2 separate regions of the Zea mays genome follow, and region 1 is linked to region 2. A link is a contact called in public Hi-C data. All regions are on one chromosome and are shown on one strand. The core of a region is the stretch at or near the end of the contact, and the rest is flanking DNA. Distances in the headings are between cores, read along the strand shown.

Region 1 (4,812 bases), core at 1,153-3,652, 200 kb after region 2:
TTATCTTGCTTCATGCTTTTTACAATGATATCATCAACATAAGTTAGCACATTTCTGCCTATCTGGGAATGAAGAACCTTCGCTGTCATTCTGCTGAAGCTTCCTCCAGCATTTTTGAGCCCCTCAGGCATCCGAAGGTAACAATATGTTCGACTAGGGGTTATGAAGTTGGTTTTTGGCTCATCCTCCTTCTTCATCCAAATTTGATGATAGCCTGAATAACAATCCAGCAGACTCATAAGCTCTGATGAAGCTGTTGCATCGACTAGAGAATCTATCCTTGGCAATGGAAACTCGTCCTTCGGACAGGCCTTGTTGAGATCAGTAAAATCAATACACATTCTCCATTTACCATTGGCCTTTTTTACCATAACAGTGTTAGCCAGCCATTCTGGGTATTTCACCTCTCTGATAACTCTGGCACTGAGTCTTTTCACTTCATTCCGAGCACCTTCGGCCTTGTCATCAGACATCTTCTGAAGCCTCTGCTTTCTGGGTCTAAAGGATGGGTCAACGTTGAGCGAGTGTTCAATAACATCCCTATTGACTCCACAAAGATCATTGGCTGACCATGCAAAAACATCTTTGTTGTTGAACAGAAACCTTATCAAGGTTTTCTCCTGTTCTTCAGACAGTTGGGATCCCAATAGCACCTTCTGCTCTGCTATGTCCTCACATAAAAGCATGGGCTTCGGCTGATCGGCCGAAGCAGCTTTCTCCCTTCTAAACTTGTACTGCTCACAAGCTTCAGCTCCATCTATGTTATGGATTGCTTTTGAGTCTGTCCAGTTTCCTTCGGCACTTCTGGCAGCTTCCTGACTTCCATGAATGGCAATAGGTCCTTGGTCCGAAGGTATCTTCATGCAAAGATATGCTGGATGAAGAATTGCTTCGAAGGCATTGAGAGTACCACGACCAATGATTGCATTGTAAGGATATTCCATGTCAACAATGTCGAACACAACTTGTTCAGTCCTTGTGTTGTTGATAAATCCGAAGGTTACTGGCATTGTGATTTTTCCAAGTGCTATAATCTGCCTTCCTCCGAAGCCACAAAGGGGATGTGTGGCATCATGGATCTTGTCTTCAGGCTCTTGCATCTGTCTGAAGGCCTTAGCAAATATGATATCAGCTGCACTGCCTGTATCAACCAAAACATTATGGACCAGAAATCCTTTGATCACACAAGAGATAACCATAGCATCATTGTGTGGGTCCTTGAGCTGAAGATCCTCTTGAGAGAAGGTAATTGGAATGTGAGACCATCTTGACTTGATGAAGGGTCCTTGTACCCCTACATGTTGTACTCTTCTCTGTGCCTCCTTCTTCTATTTCTTGTTAGCCGGCTCTGAGCATGAACCGCCTGTTATCGGGAGAATCAGCTTCGGAGCCGAAGCAGTTCCAGCTTGGTTTTTGAACGAAGCCATTGTCTCAGGAAAGTGGAAGTGAGTTCACCGGAGGTGGGCGCCAATGTTGGGGACTTGTTCTCAAATGCTATGAATTAAGAACAAGGCAACATAAAATGTTATATATTAATGCACTTCGTCCGCTGAAGCATTATCTCCCCAAGGATTTAATGATCTTCGGACGAAGACCACGAGTAGAATATCACGAAGGTTACACCTTCGTAGTTAAATTTACAAAACAATACAAAGTAATATAAAATATGAAACATTAAAGATAAATATATCAGAAATAGATAACATCATTAACATATCTTATTATATGAATCTAAAATGTTAGAACATAATGTTTATGTACATTTGTACCTTTGCCTTGACAAATAATAATTCCCGAGTGATGCGTTTGAAATTACAGGAATGGGTGAACAGTAAAGGAATATTGTTCACTATTTATAGCCACAGGACACAGCCTGTAAGGAATTACAATTATGCCCCTTATAAAAGTTTACAACAATGACTCAGACCCTTATAGACTAAACTGTCATTCTATCTTTAAGTCGGTTCGACCCTTCATCTTCGGATACGCTATGACACCGAAGCTTCATAAGTGGTAGCTTCGGTCATCATGTATAAGCAGCTTTAGCCGAAGCTGTTTCTTCCTGCAGGACTTTCGACGACGAAGCATGGTCCCAACAGACTCTTTAGAAATAATTTTTGCGATATGATAATGTTTGTTACACGAATTTTACATACCATAGTGATATGTTTGTGGTTCCATATATATGTTTTATACAAATTTTTTTCTTCCGTGGCGATGCATGCCCACAGACCTGGTTGAATTATTAATATCCTATTATTTTTATTTTGTTTCTGGAAAAACTAAAAACGAAAATAGTTTGGTGCTGTCGTTTCCAACCGTTTTCAGGCGACAGGCATTCCGATCTGATCCGCTTGGCTATCTAAACCAACCTCCTTCCTTCCATAAACCACGACGCCCAAACCTCCCCGCTCAGGCGATGCCATCCATGGCGTCTTCCGCAGCCTTCTCACACGCAGGAATTAGTCACCCTCGTTTTCTCCATGCCAAGCCTGCATGTCCTCCCAAACCAGTCCCCGCGCAGCGTCCATCCCGCCCGGAGCTCATCAGCGCCGCCTCCACCCCCCGCACGTCCCAGGCTGAGCTCCGTCCGGACTCCAAGAACGCCTCCGCGCTGTCCGCTGAACTCCGCCGCCTCGCGCGCGCGGGGCGGCTCCCGTCCGCGCTCTCCCTCCTCGACCACCTCTCCCACCGTGGCGTCCCGGCTACCGCCTCTGCATTCGCCACGCTCCTCTCGGCCTGTCGCTCCCTCCTCCACGCGCGCCAGATCCACGCGCATCTCCGCATCCATGGGCTGGACACCAATGAGTTCCTCCTCGCCAGGCTTGTCGAGCTGTACATCACGCTCGGCGCCACTGACGACGCGCGCGGGGTGCTCGACGGGATGCAGCAGCACGGGGCGACCGCCTACTCGTGGAACGCGCTGCTGCACGGGCACGTCCGCTGGGGACGCGGGGAGGCAGCGGGCCCCGTCGCCGACGCGTTTGCCGAGATGCGCGCCGCGGGGGCCAACGCCAACGAGTACACGTATGGCTGCGTGCTCAAGTCCATCTCCGGGAGCGTCAGGCCGTCGATGACCATGGCCACCGCCACGCACGCGACGCTCGTCAAGAACGCTTTCGCAGGCGCGCCCGGGATGCTGATGACTGGGCTCATGGACGTCTACTTCAAGTGCGGGAAGGTGAAGCTCGCTGTGCGAGTGTTTGAGGAAATGCCTGAGAGGGACGTGGTCGCGTGGGGGGCAGCCATTGCTGGGTTCGCACACAAGGGGATGAAGCGCGAGGCCCTGGAACATTTTCGGTGGATGGTGGAGGATGGGGTCAAGGTGAATTGTGTGGTGCTCTCGTCAATTGTGCCAGTCATTGGAGAGCTGCGGGCGCGCAACTTGGGTAGAGAGGTTCATGGATTTGTCTTGAAGAAATTCGGAAATCGTAAAGATGTTGCAAAGGTCCAGGCGGGGTTGGTTGACATGTACTGCAAATGCGGTGATATGATCTCAGGTAGGCGAGTGTTCTATAACAGCAAGAAGAGGAATGCTGTGTCGTGGACAGCTTTGATGTCTGGGTATGCATCCAATAGTAGACCAGACCAGGCGCTGAGGTGCATAGCTTGGATGCAGCAAGAAGGAATCAGGCCAGACCTCATTGCTGTGGGAACAGTTCTCCCAGTCTGCACAAAGTTGAAAGCGCTAAGGGAGGGAAAGCAGCTCCATGCATATGCTTTAAGGAGGTGGTTCTTGCCCAACGTTTCCTTATGCACGTCACTGATCACCATGTACGGTACATGTGACCACTTGGAATACTCTCACCGAGTATTCCATGATATGGACAAGAAGACTGTACAAGCTTGGACTGCATTGGTTGATGCCAACCTCAAGAATGGAGACCCATTTACTGCTATGGATTTGTTCAGATCTATGCTGCTGACAAACCGCAGGCCTGATGCTGTTGCCATCACCAGGATGTTGAGTGCCTGCACTGATATTGGAGCATTACGAGTCGGCAAGGAAGTGCACCGTCAAGTGCTACAGTTGCGGATGGAACAACTCCCTTTGGTTGCAGCAGAAGTTGTAAACATGTATGGTAGGTGTGGAGACCTCAAAGCAGCACAGAGGGTTTTTAATCGAACAGAGTCCAAGGGATCCATGACCTGCACTGCGATAATAGAAGCTTATGCGGTCAACCAACGCCATAAGGATGCGCTGCATCTCTTTACTTGGATGCTGTCAAATAAATTTGTTCCTACCAAGGCCACATTCGATGTGGTTCTGAAAATCTGCGAAGCTGCAGGGTTGCATGATGAAGCCCTTGGAATTTTTAACTCTATGGTGCAAGAATACAAACTAGAAACATCCCAAGAGAATTTTGACTGCATCATCCGCCTCCTTACTGATGCTGGCAGAATTTCTGAAGCACAACGCTTTGCTGACCTGAAATCTACACTGTTTAATTTACCAACTCCGCTTTTGAACTCTGAACAGGAATAGTTTTGTACAGATTCTTTTCCTTCTACACTAACAATATTTGTTGTATGTTTTTTCAAAGAGTTACTGTTGGGGACTTGTTATCAAATGCTATGAATTAAGAATAAGACAACATAAAATGTTAAATGTCAAAGCCCTTCGTCCGCTGAAGCATTATTTCCCTGATGATTTAATGAGCTTCGGACGAAGGTCATAAATGATAAATTACGAAGGTCCTGCCTTCATAATCAGAAGTAAAATAATGCGAAATAAAATATAAAGTATAAAACGTTAAAGAATATTAAGAATGAATAACATCATTTACTCATTTTATAATATAAATTGAGATA
Region 2 (4,339 bases), core at 1,447-3,946:
AAAAAAATATAATGCCTTGGACAATAATTAATTAAAGCCAAAAAAACAGGATTCAGTAATTCATACCAAAAATGGCCTGACATGAGATTTCAATTTATACATCTCAGTGATGGAACCTAACTATATTTTGTCTCTAAATAGCTTGGGTCCCACTCTCATTTGATGAAATTTTCATTCTACTAATCATATCTGGATGGGTCAGCAATTCAGCTTTTCTTTATGCTTTTGCAGAAGTCAAAAAATATATTGCCAAATTATATTCTAATTGCATGTTTTAACTTTACTGTGGCATTGCCTGAAGCATAATCAAATAAGACTAAATTGACAGATAAATACCCATAACCCTAACTTAGGGCCTGTTTGGTACGGTCCTCAATGGAGCTGCCTGGCCCAGGCAGCGTCCCAGGCCAATGATTTCGGATGCCTGAGGGCCAGGATCGAATGCCTGGCAAGCTGCCTAGGAGGCCGCGATCCAAACATGCCCTTAAACAGAATTTTGATGTATTTTAGATCTGGTAAAGAATAGTCATACCCTCATTTTGTCAAGCTCATTAGCCCTCTTCTTCATGAGATCCTTGGTTTCATTGATTTTGGTTTGCATCATCAGCTTGTGTGCCTTCTCTTCATGGCTCTCCATCTCACAATATTGTTTGACTTGTTGCACTGTTACATTTTCCTTGTTCCCAAGAGATATGGCTTCATCGAAAGCAAATATAATCTCAAATGCTGTTTTACAAATACCCTCCTCATCCAATGAAGGGGAGTATTCAGGCACCTTTTCAAATGTTAAGGGGACACTTGTGCAAGAACACACCACGGAATAGTAAAACAGTTGATATATAAACAGCACTCAAAAATGAGATTCATATGTTCAACGGTTGCTACTTTGTATGTTTTCCCCCTCAGTAACATGTAAAAGCCTAGATTAGCTTGGATGTAATGTAAAGATAAAACTTCCATTTTCTCCACAAAAATAGACAGTACGGTTATCTTGTACTTACCATTATGATGGAAAAGGTCGAGACATAAACCTTTTCCCCACCCCCAATCCCTAGTTTCTATTTTTAATTCATAGATTAAATAGGATTACATAAACAAGGTAAATTCCAATGAGAAAAATAATATATGTCAGAGTAGGATACGAGCTTGGAGAGGAGCCTCAAAGTGTCCAGATCTTCAAGAATATTGCTCTGCTTGTTTGTGATAAGTAGAAGATATAAACCTTCAATAGGTTGATAAACATATCGCACATTTTCAGTTTCGACATAAGTGTGCTGCTTCCCAGTTCCAACCAGTTTTGGGAACGCAGCAAGTAATCCTTCAATTCTTATGCGAGACATGTCAACAAACTGTCTTGAAACAAGTGCTGCAATTGAAAACACAAAAAAGAAAAGCCCTCAGCTAAGTCTGTTCACTACTTCACTTCTTTAAAAGGATAACTAGGGCGACAGCTAGATAAATTTAAAGACATAGTAGCTTCATATTATGTGAGGGCAAAGACTTTATATAAGAAAAGAAGCGAGTAGTTAGCAATATGATACCAGCTATTGCACCAAATTTTCTATAGAGTGCTTTAATAGATGGTGAATAGAGTTACTATAGCAGATAAATAAGTTACAAAATCAATTCCTTTGCAAATCGGCAATAATGAAAGGTATGACTAAGGTTGAAGCACCACACCTTTTCCCGACTTTGAAACGATTGATGCTGCAAGAACCACCTAGGAGTACACAAATGGTAAAAAATAATCAGACCTACCAGAAACAAGATACTGTAACTCAATGATAGCAAAGGGATAAATGTATAGAAATTCCTTGATTAAATCAGTTTATTGGCAGTACCTAACGACTATCAAGAGGATTCAAAGTAAAAGGACAATGAAACCAACTAGCCATACCATTTTTTATCACTTCTGTTGATGACTAATTATCCAAATCAAGCCCTTAAACTATGAACCTGTCACATCAAACCAATTACACGATCAGCAAAGTAATCATAACAAGAATACACATGACTACTGATTGTAAGAACTGGGAAAAATAAAGGAGTAGTCACTTAAAGTAATTGATTTCAGCAATCAACAGTAGCTATAAAACACATGAACCAAGCAACCTATTTGCCCCTTACATCATTCAGATTCAGGGTAACACATTGTAAATGGGCCAGAAAAACGTGTGAACACGCATTGCATCTGAACCTACAGGAAATTTGACAAAAGCAGCCCGGATCTAGGAGAGTACACCAAGAAAATTGGCAGAGGCGGTCCAGATCTAGAGGATCACAGCTAACCATGACGTGCGGTGGTCGAAAAAATGATTATTCATAACAGAGCGGCGGAAGGACGCCTGGATCTGGCCAGAATTGGCGTGCTCGGTTGCGCATTAAAGGGAGATACGGGGCGGCCTTGCCAGTTTTATGCTCGTCGCCGGCAAAGGGCCCGACGGACACTCGGCGAATCCTTTCAGATAAGCTAAATGGAACTGTAAACCAGTGCTCTAATGGATTGGACTGTTGGTGATCGAAGTCGAGCAATAAAATGGTTAAGCAAAGAGAAAAGGGAGACAGGCAAGATCATACGTTGGAGGAGTGCGCCGGTGGGGCGTCTCCACCGGTAGCTGCGAGTCCGTCGGAGTCGACACCGCCTCTGTCGCGCCTCCGCACCGCGAGATTCGTCGCCACTTACGGGTGCGAGATCTGTGTATTGGAATGGGGAATTTTATTAGGCGACGTGCTCAAACAAGTACTAGGTGTGCTAAATCTAGAGCATTCATGTCACACTCGTTTTAAAAATGAAAAAACTGAATGTGAATTATGAATCAGAAACTCACGTACACACTGATTACATAATTAAACATCATTATACATTGCTTAAATTAAATAGCGGAAAAGTATTTTATTGCATCAAGATGTCCAAGACATTCACAGAGTCTATAACATAGTCACTAACATTATCAAAGTATGGAATACGAAACGTAGCAGATAATGTATTCACAAGCAGCTGACTGTGGGTTTGCCACTAACATAACTAAAATTTGTCGCAGTCCTGTAACTCCTCAAAGTCCTTCATGTTGTCAACATCTCCTCCTGAGCACTGAATACAGTGGGAACAGCCTAGGGTGGGTGATTTTGTAAAGCAAGGGTGAGTACATATCAACGTACTCAGCAAATGTCCCGTTTGGCTAAAGTCGATTAGTTGTATGTTGAGTTGAGGTTAAGCAATTGCTTTTAGTTGGTCAAGTATTTATTACTAATAGTAAAGCCAAATTTTAGTAATAAATCCAGTTATTACCCAAACGTACTACCTCCAAGAGGAAATACCAGAGATCATAATTATAACCATCATTATTAAACATCATCATGAAAGTTATTCTAGAGGATCCCAAGGCTGCTCTTAACCATGAGCACGGCTGATGTACCAATTTCTAACACTCTACAGAGGTTGCACACTTTACCCACAAGTCGTGAATCTCATTCTGCCCGGAGATCATGACTCTACATTGATCACTACCAAGGTGACCTAGCAGGGTCTCACTATGTAGCCTTTACAAAGATTCCCCAGAGGTCATAGCCGCTCGTTAGGTTTCTCCAGTTTGATAAACACAATACTTCTCCTTGCAGGAAGGGTGACTAACAAAACCAAATCAAATAACCTCTTCAACCAGCCTCGGCAGAGCAAGTACTGTGCTCGGACCCCATTGATGGCCCTACGGCGAAGCCAACTACACCTCAGGTTCCTCTAATTAATCAGATAAGGGCGTCTCATTCCACCCTCATGGTTGCACTGTTATCCCAGGTGGTCACTCAACGAACAGGTCCTTACAGAGAGGTACTCAGGAAACAGCTTGAGTACCCTAAAGTATCACAAGATCATCATCGGGATAACATCATCGTATCATAAATATTCATATCATGTTCGTTGATTAAGTTAAAGCAATAGCATAAGCTAACCATGATAACCCAAAAGATAAACAAGGATAAGGTAAATATAGACTAGTCAATCCTTAGGTTTTAATAAAGTAATGCAGGTCAGTGAGTTATAAAGTAAGTTGAACATAATAGGTCAGAGGACACTTGCCTTCACCAGGTTGTTGCTCAGGAAGATCTTCGGCAACACACTCAGGAACCACAGGTTGCTCGTTGTCTAAGCAAAGCGATCATGCATTCAATACATTTGGATAAAGACAAATGAACAATACACCAAACATATGCAATCAAGTGAACACAAGTTGGACAGAATAGTATAACACAAAAAGGTAAACCTAGGTGCTAGGGAGGATTAGTACACTTTGATATTTGTGATTCCCTAATTATTATGGATTACATAATTTAGCTTCACTAA

What was found. Hi-C and Micro-C count contacts between places; a contact is called where the count stands out from the background.
Region 1: a contact with region 2 is called in a Hi-C map of tassel, with 2.4 times the contacts expected there. The contact joins the promoter of LOC100274147 here to the promoter of LOC100283010 in region 2. A contact is called at or near these places in 2 of 25 Hi-C or Micro-C datasets (ear and tassel).

Annotation. Positions count from the first base shown.
Region 1 is chr10:30,569,562-30,574,373 of Zm-B73-REFERENCE-NAM-5.0, forward strand. LOC100274147 (Pentatricopeptide repeat-containing protein chloroplastic) reads left to right here and starts at 2,403. Exons shown (of 1, transcript NM_001148525.1): 1 at 2,403-4,494. The coding sequence starts at 2,420. The coding sequence ends at 4,486.
Region 2 is chr10:30,366,793-30,371,131 of Zm-B73-REFERENCE-NAM-5.0, forward strand. LOC100283010 (coatomer subunit delta) reads right to left here and starts at 2,697. Exons shown (of 12, transcript NM_001371890.1): 1 at 2,578-2,697; 2 at 1,898-1,956; 3 at 1,681-1,720; 4 at 1,143-1,366; 5 at 533-775. The coding sequence starts at 1,900.